3 separate regions of the Mus musculus genome follow, and regions 2 and 3 are each linked to region 1. Evidence: chromatin contacts called from public HiChIP or PLAC-seq data. All regions are on one chromosome and are shown on one strand. Each heading gives the region's core, a stretch centred on a gene start, on an enhancer-like site or on the middle of the called end of the contact. The rest is flanking DNA. Distances are from core to core; before and after follow the strand shown.

Evidence for each region. HiChIP or PLAC-seq counts read pairs in DNA pulled down with a chosen protein or histone mark.
Region 2: an HNF4G HiChIP or PLAC-seq map of pancreatic cancer cells shows a contact between it and region 1. The contact joins two enhancer-like sites. A contact is called at or near these places in 4 of 484 Hi-C or Micro-C datasets (cortical neurons, embryonic stem cells, liver and 1 more) and 2 of 115 datasets of contacts at active chromatin or transcription factors (embryonic stem cells and pancreatic cancer cells).
Region 3: a contact with region 1 is called in an HNF4G HiChIP or PLAC-seq map of pancreatic cancer cells. The contact joins two enhancer-like sites. A contact is called at or near these places in 1 of 484 Hi-C or Micro-C datasets (embryonic stem cells) and 1 of 115 datasets of contacts at active chromatin or transcription factors (pancreatic cancer cells).

What each region holds. Positions count from the first base shown.
Region 1 is chr15:85,479,465-85,482,367 of GRCm38.p6, forward strand. No RefSeq gene overlaps it. Among named protein-coding and RNA genes, the nearest start is that of 7530416G11Rik, 22 kb to the right of the region's middle. Within about 2 kb of position 1,402, at least 45 of the 459 cell types and tissues checked have an H3K27ac peak or open chromatin away from gene starts, as enhancers often do. A contact at or near this core is called in pancreatic cancer cells, where this site is marked.
Region 2 is chr15:85,685,211-85,688,116 of GRCm38.p6, forward strand. No RefSeq gene overlaps it. Among named protein-coding and RNA genes, the nearest start is that of Lncppara, 17 kb to the right of the region's middle. Within about 2 kb of position 1,656, at least 163 of the 459 cell types and tissues checked have an H3K27ac peak or open chromatin away from gene starts, as enhancers often do. A contact at or near this core is called in pancreatic cancer cells, where this site is marked.
Region 3 is chr15:85,228,744-85,231,683 of GRCm38.p6, forward strand. Fbln1 (fibulin 1) reads left to right here. Exons shown (of 17, transcript NM_010180.2): 5 at 817-873; 6 at 2,056-2,157; 7 at 2,674-2,811. Among named protein-coding and RNA genes, the nearest start is that of Fbln1, 24 kb to the left of the region's middle. Within about 2 kb of position 1,403, at least 65 of the 459 cell types and tissues checked have an H3K27ac peak or open chromatin away from gene starts, as enhancers often do. A contact at or near this core is called in pancreatic cancer cells, where this site is marked.

The sequences.
Region 1 (2,903 bases), core at 152-2,651:
AGGCAATCTTCGCCAAGAGCCGGATTCCTCCAGGCCCGGCCCAGCTGGCGTTCTCTCCAGTTTCATTGCGTTGGGTTGCAGGGCGATGCAGCCATTGATAATGGTGTAATTGGGGTGACTTGGGTATTTTCCTGATGATGATTCATACTTGGTAAGTCCACATTCCACTGCCATCAAGCGCAGAAGACGGTTAAATAACCTCGTCAGGTATTCAGGTTTCACAACTCCAGTGTCTGAATGTGAGGTCCTTGAGTTACCCAGAGACTCCACACCTCAGTTGTTTACGGGGGGGGGGGGGGGACCTTTTGTTCCCAGAGTCCTACACAGCTGGGGTTTTCTGCAAGGCATTTAGCTGGCACTGGGAGGGTTTCCAGCTACAGTCTCTTCCCAGCCGTTAATAACCTGCAAATGATAAACCTATTCCGAAGCCAGGTTGGACCTCCAGCTTCTCACCTTCCTTGGCTTCCCCTCTCTGTCCTTCCAATTGCTTCTCCTTCTCTGCGTTTCTGAACTTCCTGTTCAGAACTCTTCCCCTCCCCTTGTGGTCTCCCACCCCACCGGTCCCCACCCTCCCCCGTCCCTCTGTGCCCCTCTCCCCTGAGGCCTCTACCTTCAGGTTCTCTTTCTCCCTGGTTTGTGCTCCAGGCACACCCACCTCCTACTCTCCACAGACCAGACCAGCTCGGCACTGGAATGAGGTAGGGACATGGGTGGGTCCTAGAGGAGCCTGTCCCAACCCACTGCCTAAGACAGGGTGTACTGAGCAGTTACGAATTTTCCATTTGTCTTTCAAGGTCTGAACTCTGGGGAGCTTGCATGGGGTCAGAAACTGCACTTTCCTCTGGCTGAGGTGGACAGGCGTACAGTCTCACTGAGGCAAGACAGCAAGTAGGTACAGGACAGGAATAGCTTGCCCACAGTAGGGCTCCTCACATCAGGACTCTGCCTCCTTTTCATGTGTAAGGTGGTCCTGGGCCTGAATCCCAGCCTGGCCAGAGGTGCTCACTGCTGGTCCAGTGTGAGCCAGACCTGACTTGACAAGCAGGGTCCTGGCTTTCCAGGAGGACAAACATAAGAACACTGGCTGCATTGGAAAATAAAGGAGGGGGTGCTAGTGGAGTGGAGGAGCCAGGCAGTGGAGGAAGGAGTGGACCCACTCCTAGCTGCGTGGCCTGAGGAAGTTCTTCCTCTCCAGTGGCAACACTACAATGATGTGAAGGGTCTCTTGTGGCAAGCACTGAGCTGCCTGGCCTGCACCTACTCTGAACTAAAAAGGCCTTAGGAGCAAGCCCCAGATCAGGCAGGTTGGCAGCCTCTGGGCTCCCAGCTAGAGGAGCCATATAGCCAGAGGTGATCCTGCACTGCCCTCTGGGGGATGGCCTGGAGGGAGGAGGAGGAGGCAGCAGCCACCTGCTTCCCACACAGCCTGCCTGCTTTCTGGCTGCTGCTACCTTGGAGGTTTTTCTCACCCTCTGGGAGGTGCGCTCACAGCCACCTCAGCTCCTGGCTCAAGCACCACCCCAGCTGAGGGCGGGAGACAAAGCTTCCCAGCCCATTCCAGGGTTTTGCCTGCCTGCACTTTTAACCCCAGCAACCTAGGGCTAAGGGGGGGGGGGGCTCCCGCTATTGTCATAACAATGGAGACAGCTAAGAGAGAGAGAGAGAGAGAGAGAGAGAGAGAGAGAGAGAGAGAGAGAGAGACCCTTGTTAGGCCATCCCTTTGCTAAAGCTGCAGTGTGAACATGCCATTACAGGTAACCCCCTGCTAAAGCTGCAGTGTGAACATGCCATTACAGGTAACCCCCTGCCTCCTGCACCTTTCCCTCAGGCCAGGTGTCATTTCCATCACACTTAACTTTCCATCGCCTCGTGTGCACGCTCTTAGCACCCACGCCCCATCTCCGTGTGGAGTTCTCAGCTGGCACAGTCCCAACCCTAGTTTAATGCAAACCCTCCCCCCGCAACACTCCCCCCCCCCCGTCCACTCCCTGATACAGTGTGGTGATGCAGGTGTGACTGTGGCCTCACCAACCTCAGTGTCTCTTCTCCACCTGCAGCCATTTAACCCATTCCCATCGACAGTTATCTGCCAGCTCAGGGCCTTCCTGCTTCTATAGACACCAACCTCCGGAAGTTACTTCCCCTCCCCCAGCCCCCAGGATCACTCTCAGGTCATCTCAATTTATGATGCTATGGAGACTCCTGGCCTATACCCACCACCCAGTCCCTGTGATACCTTCCTTTGTAAAAGCTCCTTTGTAGAGCACACCTCTCCTGAAGCACCATGTCTTAGTCCCTTGCTCCCTAGAAAGACGCCCCCCACCCAAGTAGTATCTATTTGCATCTCCATCCCTTCCCCTGCCTTAAGCCTTTGACTACCCCAAAGGTCTGCCTGGTTGCTCCAGCTCTGCAGTCCTTTAGACCACTTCCACCTCAACTGCTGCTGGCCCCCCATAGCTGCTTCTTCGGGGGTTCCTCCACCTGGCCTTCTCCACTCTTAATAGATCTACTGTTCTCCAGGGCTAGCTGACTTGGCTTTTCCTTGTCTCCATGGACTCTTCAGCTCCAAGCACTAATGTTGCCAGCTGAATACTGCGCTGGGCTTGAATTCCTACACCTAGCTTCCTCCTGGGGTGTTTCCCACGGAAAGGTGCCAGCAGCCACACAGTTCCAGGCCCAGACTCATCCCTACCCAGCCTTCCCAGTTCAGAGAGTAACTGGCCACTCCATTCTGCCAGACGTTGGCTCAGAATCTCCACAGCTATCCTACCTCTCCTCTCCTCCACTCCTCTTCCTCCTTCCTCCTGCCCCTCCCACCTTCCCCACATGGAATCTGTCAGCAAGGCTTGGGGCACCACTCTAGGTCTGTTGCCACTTCTCCTTCCCTCCCTGACTGGCTAGGT
Region 2 (2,906 bases), core at 406-2,905, 210 kb after region 1:
ACCTATTCCATATGCCAGGTGCTATAACATGGGACCTTCTGATAGACCCTTTCAGAGTCTAACATGGCTGCTGTCAGATGTCCCAGGGGCAGGAAGACACACTCTAATCATCCCGGGCCTTTTCTGTGAATGTAGACTGAATTGCCCAATGCCAGTCCATTGGGATACTTGGCACCTGAGGGCTAGGGTGGGGGGGTCTCAGGCCTGTATCCAGCATACTCGAGCACCCTGGGAAAGCTCTGCCCCTGAGACAGGGTCATTCTTGAACAGATGACCCCCTGGACCATCCAGCTGAGAGGACAATGCCAGGTACCGGAAAGTGAGCACTCCTAAGGCCAAGCATATGACTAGGACCTCAGCTAGGTGTCAGGATAGCAAAGGAATGGCCACTGAGGTCAGTGTCCAGCTGACAAGAGAGGAGATAAGAGCAGGTAAGCAGGCCCGGCTAGAGAGCTCCAAGGCTGAAAGCTTTGGCCCAGGCGTGAGCTCGGACGGAATTGGCTCTTCCCAGAGAGCCCCCGTGCAAGTTAGACACCACAGACAGGTCTTATTCTGTGTGATGGGGAGAAGTGATTTTGCAGAGTACCTACTAAGTGCCAGGCCCAGGCTGGGAATTGTCATGCATTTTAAAAAACAATCTCCACATTCATTTTAATGTCTCCAATTCTGTCTTGTCTTGATGTCTGACCGGAGCCCATGCTGAATGCATTAGACTGCAGAATAAATAGAGCATAGTTCTTGCCCTCGAGAGAGAACCCCCCTGTCTAGTGAGCGCTGGGTGCTAACTTTTCTATATAAGCAGGTCAAGGTACAGAGAGGCTGGAGAGCTTTCCCACAGCCAGAGTCTGGCGTTGGACTCCCGTTTATTTCCTGCCTGTTAGAGGCTGACTTTGGCCGGTTTCTCCTCAGACACCCAACACCAGTAAGGATCTTTCCTTTGGCCTGGAGTTCTGCTGCAATAAAAAGGAGTTGTCCTGAGGGTCTAGGCCATGGAGGTTTGGGGTTGCTGGAGACCTCTCTGACAGAGCTACCATCACCTCTCTGCTGGAGTCTGCAGCTCTGAGTTTTCTGGGGGTCTAGGATACTTCCCTGGCTCAGGGTTTCTATACCTATGTGGTCTGATGTGCTGTGGACCACACTCAGGGTAGCAGCAAGAGATGAGGAGGGAGCCTGGTGTCCCCATTGTTTCCCATAGTCCTGAGGCAGGGAGCTACTTAGAACTGGGAGCCTGGATGCTGTGTCCCAGGTCATGATGGGCTCATAAAAGGCTAGTTCTCCGTGGTAAGTGTGTCAAAGCACAGAGCAAGGGGGACTTCTAAGAGTCCCACCCAGCTGCATTAGTTGGTGTGGCCCACGTTGGGGGCTTGTGTCCCCCAAGCCCACAGAGTCTCTTGCATATCACAATGGTATGGAGCTCCTTTGATTCTTTAGGCCTCCATCACTCAGGTTGTAGGCCCCGTAGCACACCAGGCCAAGTGTGCCTGTGGGAGGAGAGCCATCGGTACCATCGAGAGAACAGTAGAGGACCATGTGGTGGTGATCCCTGTCTCGCTCCCCAACTCCCCCCACTTTACAAGTACCAGCAGGCCTGAGGCACACAGAGCATCCACATGGCTGGCATGACTAATGCAGATATCTTCAGGAAGGCCAGGCTCCCACTGAGATGCCCGTGGGCCTACTCCCTTTGGAGGAGGCTTGGGTCGTGGGTTGAGAGCACCTGAGGAATCCAGGAGACTTCCTGGAGGTGGTGGACCGACAGCCCTGGGCTCTTCCCTAAAGCTGACCACCATAGCTATGGCTGCAGGGCCCTGCGCCCAGTCTTACTCCTGCCACGTCCCAGGGCTCCCTGCCAGGCGCCACCCCCACCCCCCCACCCCCACCAGCCCTGAACAGGCCACATCTGCTGCAGCAGCCACGCCAGAGCTCCACCTCCTATCCTGTCCCCATGGAAACCAAAGTCAGGGGGGGGGAGTTAGCCACTGACTGGTTTCCATTAGAGCAGCCTGCTTTTCTGGAGCCCTGCCCCTGAGCTTCTAGGCCTCCCCAGAGACTTCCTCCTGCATTTGCTGAGCACCACTCAGTCTGTGCCAGGGAGCTCAAGGGTCCCAGCCCTGCCCACACTAGCCAGCTTACATCAGGGAAGTATCAGGTGGGTTCAGGGCCCAGCCAATCACTAGGGATGCTTTGGGCCAGTTATGGTGTTGGGACTGACCGAAAACCACCACCACACAGATTTTGTGTCTTAAAGAAGCTATGTGCCCAAGTCAGTCCTGCCTGGATTCCAGAACTCCCACCCAATCGTAGAACCTATGGGACCTTAGACCCCTTTTTCCAGTCTCTGGGCCTCGGTTTACCCATCCTCAACATGAGAGGGTTAGCAGGTTTCTATGTCCCTTGTAGTAGTATTTAAGTAGGGAGGGTGGGAAAGGAAGAAAGAAGAAAGAAAAAACGGAGCCACAGCAGTGTGAGCTCCTCTGGGCTCCCAGGCTGCGGTTTTGTTTGCTTTCAGAGAAGGGGGTTTTGAAGGAATCTTGGTTGTGGAATGTGTCTGAGACGGTGGTTGGAGAGGCCGCACACAAGCCAGCCAGAGCCCTTAGCATCTGTTTGGCACCCAGTGACCTAGCTATGAATGCAGCGACAGGAAGCTCCAGGCCTGCCAGAGGGCTCTGCAAACGACCAAAGAGGTTTCCAGAGGTCAGAAACCTAGGCCTAGGATGAGATCCTACTTAAAAAAAACAAAAAACAAAAAAAAACAAAACAAAAAAAAACCTCCCGTGTGTTCATCCCTAGGGAGGCCTGGGAAAGGGATACATACATGGTGGCTTTGCAAAGTTCACCTGAGGGCTATATGTGTCTGTGGCAGCTTCAACCTGGCCTTTACGCGGGTGGCATGGTAGTGCACCACC
Region 3 (2,940 bases), core at 153-2,652, 250 kb before region 1:
TTTGATCTGATCCTCTCAGGAAGGCCTTGATGTGTAAGGTCACATGACAAACAGTGATGTGTAAGGTCACATGACAAACAGTAGTGGAGGGAGGACTTGGCCTTTTTGAGTCTTGGCCAGTGTGAGCCAGTGGCTGGGTGCATCTGTGTTCAGGTGGCAGGCTCTTCCTCAGAGGGCTGTGGGACCACAGAAGCAGTTCTGTTGGCCAGCTCTACCTGTCCCCATTGACTACAGCCACCTGTGCTTGAAGCCCTGAGGGCCATGGCTCTGTGATATAGGAATTTCTTGTTGTTTTTAATTTATATTTCTGAGTATGAGTGTTTCCTGCATATATGTATACCGTGTGCCCTCCATGGTCAGAAGAGTTCTCTTAGAGGACAGAGGAGGGAATTGGAGCCCCAGGAACTGGAACTACTGGTGGCCGTGAGCCAAGTGTGGGAGCTAGGAACGGAACCCAGGTCCTCTGCAAGAAAGATGTGTTTTTAACCGCTGAGCCATCTCTCCAGCCCCGACCCCCTGGTTCTTTCATCCGCTCTCTTACACTGTGAGCTCCTGAGTCGTGCAGGAAGCCCTGAGAAGCTGCAGGCAATCCGTGCACTATGCTTGCTGGGAATTTTACCTCATTCACATCTCTCTTGAGCTTTAGACTCACCGACTACGATAACTAATTCAGGCTGTGTGTTGGGAGAGCTTACCTGCCCCTTCATGTGAGGGTACATTTACCAAAGTTGAACGAGTGTGGTGTGCTCGGATGTGTCCGGTCCTGACAGGAGGAGCAGGTGCTTGTGTCATCTTGTGTCATCTCTCTACCCCTAGCTAAGATTCCTGACGAGGAGGACCAAGAAGACCCGTACCTGAATGACCGCTGTCGAGGTGAGATGTTGGGATCTGTGGGAGTCCTTTGGTAGGTAGCTATGAAAGCCCAGGGGATAGTGTTGACTTCTGCTAAGACTCAGCTGGAAAGTACTTCTGTTCTTGGGGCCCTTGGGGCTCCCTGTTTCTTCCACCCTTGAGTGCTCAGAGCCGGGGGGATCTGTCGGGGACAGTGGCTTATGGAGGCAGGACTGGTGTGAGCACTCCAGTGCCAGCAAGCTCCTGGGCTCTGTGGGTGATGATACTTCTCCAAGGCTGCGATGCCCCAGGAGAGTAGCTATTTCTTATCTGTGTGTCCCTGGAGCCCCGCTTGTCCCTGTAGAGTCATGGTCTCTTAGGAGACCTTTGCACTTACGTTAGAGTGACCACGCAGTGCAGCCTTTTCTAACTAAATTCTTTTTCTTCAAGAACATTCTGGCTCATCTAACCTGACCGTTCTGTTGCAGCTCCACCCAAAGGGTTCACTCTGCGACTGGGTGTTAGGTATGCAGGCAGCTTAATCACAAAGTGATAGCGCCAGCACTCAGTGTCAACCTGCGCTGAGGCCAGGAGGGAGGGGAGAGGGAGATAAGGAGTTCCCAGGAAGCTTGGAGTGAGCCCTCTCTGGGTGGCCACAGATGATTTCTGCGAGAGTGACAGCCGGTGTGACAACTTAGGAGGATCCATTAGCCACCATCGCTGTAAGGCCTGCGTGCCCCTGATAGCCAGCCAGGCTGTGGCAAAGGAAACACAGATCATCCCAGTGGGGTTACACTCGAAGTATCCCGTGTGAGTCACAGGGGAGGTGCCAGGCAGGGAGAGGCTGTACCCACAATTGTCACAGCACCGGACATGGACATGGGCAAGCTAGCAGGAATGGGCAGCTGGAAACCCTTGAGAGTTACATGGGCTCTGATAGAGCCCTGCCTCCAGGTGGAGCCTGTTCCCCCCAGGCCTCTTGTTGACCACGAGCAGTATGCCTCCCCAGGTCCACTCTAACCACAGAAGCAACACAAGGTTCCTAACTTGTCAGACCTCTGCTGCCTTCAGAGGCCCCGGAGACGCTCAGAGCCGAGGCTTGGGAGTGTCCCAAGGACCACACGTGGCTGTGGCAAGGAGCCTGTTTTCTGTGTCCGTGCATCCTGGAAGGGTCTCTGAAGGTCGCTCAGTCTGTTCACTAGCTCCCATGGACTCTGGTTGCAGGTGGCGGGCCCTGTAAGCAGCAGTGCCGTGACACTGGGGACGAGGTGATCTGCTCTTGCTTTGTGGGCTACCAGCTGCAGTCGGATGGTGTCTCCTGCGAAGGTAACATCTGAGAGCTAGCCCCTGTGCTTCGGAGCCTCTGCTGAGCAGGCCTGCGTGGCACAACCTTTGTTCCATTCCTGGAACACAGCTGGGACCTGCGTGCTGCCTGGACAAGGCTGTCTTCTAGAAGACTATAGATACAGTGTGGGCAAAGGGCTGCATTGGGGTTCACCTGGGTTCAGGATCTGCCGTGAGGCCTTGGGTAGATCTTTCTTTCTGCCTTTCCCGTTGTCTAAGAGATGGGGATGATGCATGCGACCTCCTTTGTGGGAGTCTTGTAGACGCCATGATTCTAGGGTCTGGCCCTTACTCAAAGAGATCTGAAACTTAACAGAGCTTGATTTGGTGTCTGCCCCTCTCCAGATGTGCCCACAGCAAGACTCAGCTCAGTTTGATTGGGCAACTTGATGAATGCAGGAAGCCAGATCCACCATGGCTTCTGGGACATTCCTTCTGCTCAAGCTTAAGGCTTGGTTGTTCTTGCTGGTTACTTCTGCATCGCCTTAATCTCTCTAGATATCAATGAATGCATCACAGGCAGCCATAACTGCCGGCTGGGAGAATCCTGCATCAATACAGTGGGCTCTTTCCGCTGCCAGCGGGACAGCAGCTGTGGGACTGGCTATGAGCTCACAGAGGATAATAACTGCAAAGGTACAGCTCACATCCAAACCTAAAACTCACCCCTTCCCCAGCTGTGGGTATGGCCTAGAGGGAAGGGCCCATTGGGCTCTGTGGTGCTGCCCCCATGTGGCTGCCTCAGGTACTGCAAGAAGGAGGAGG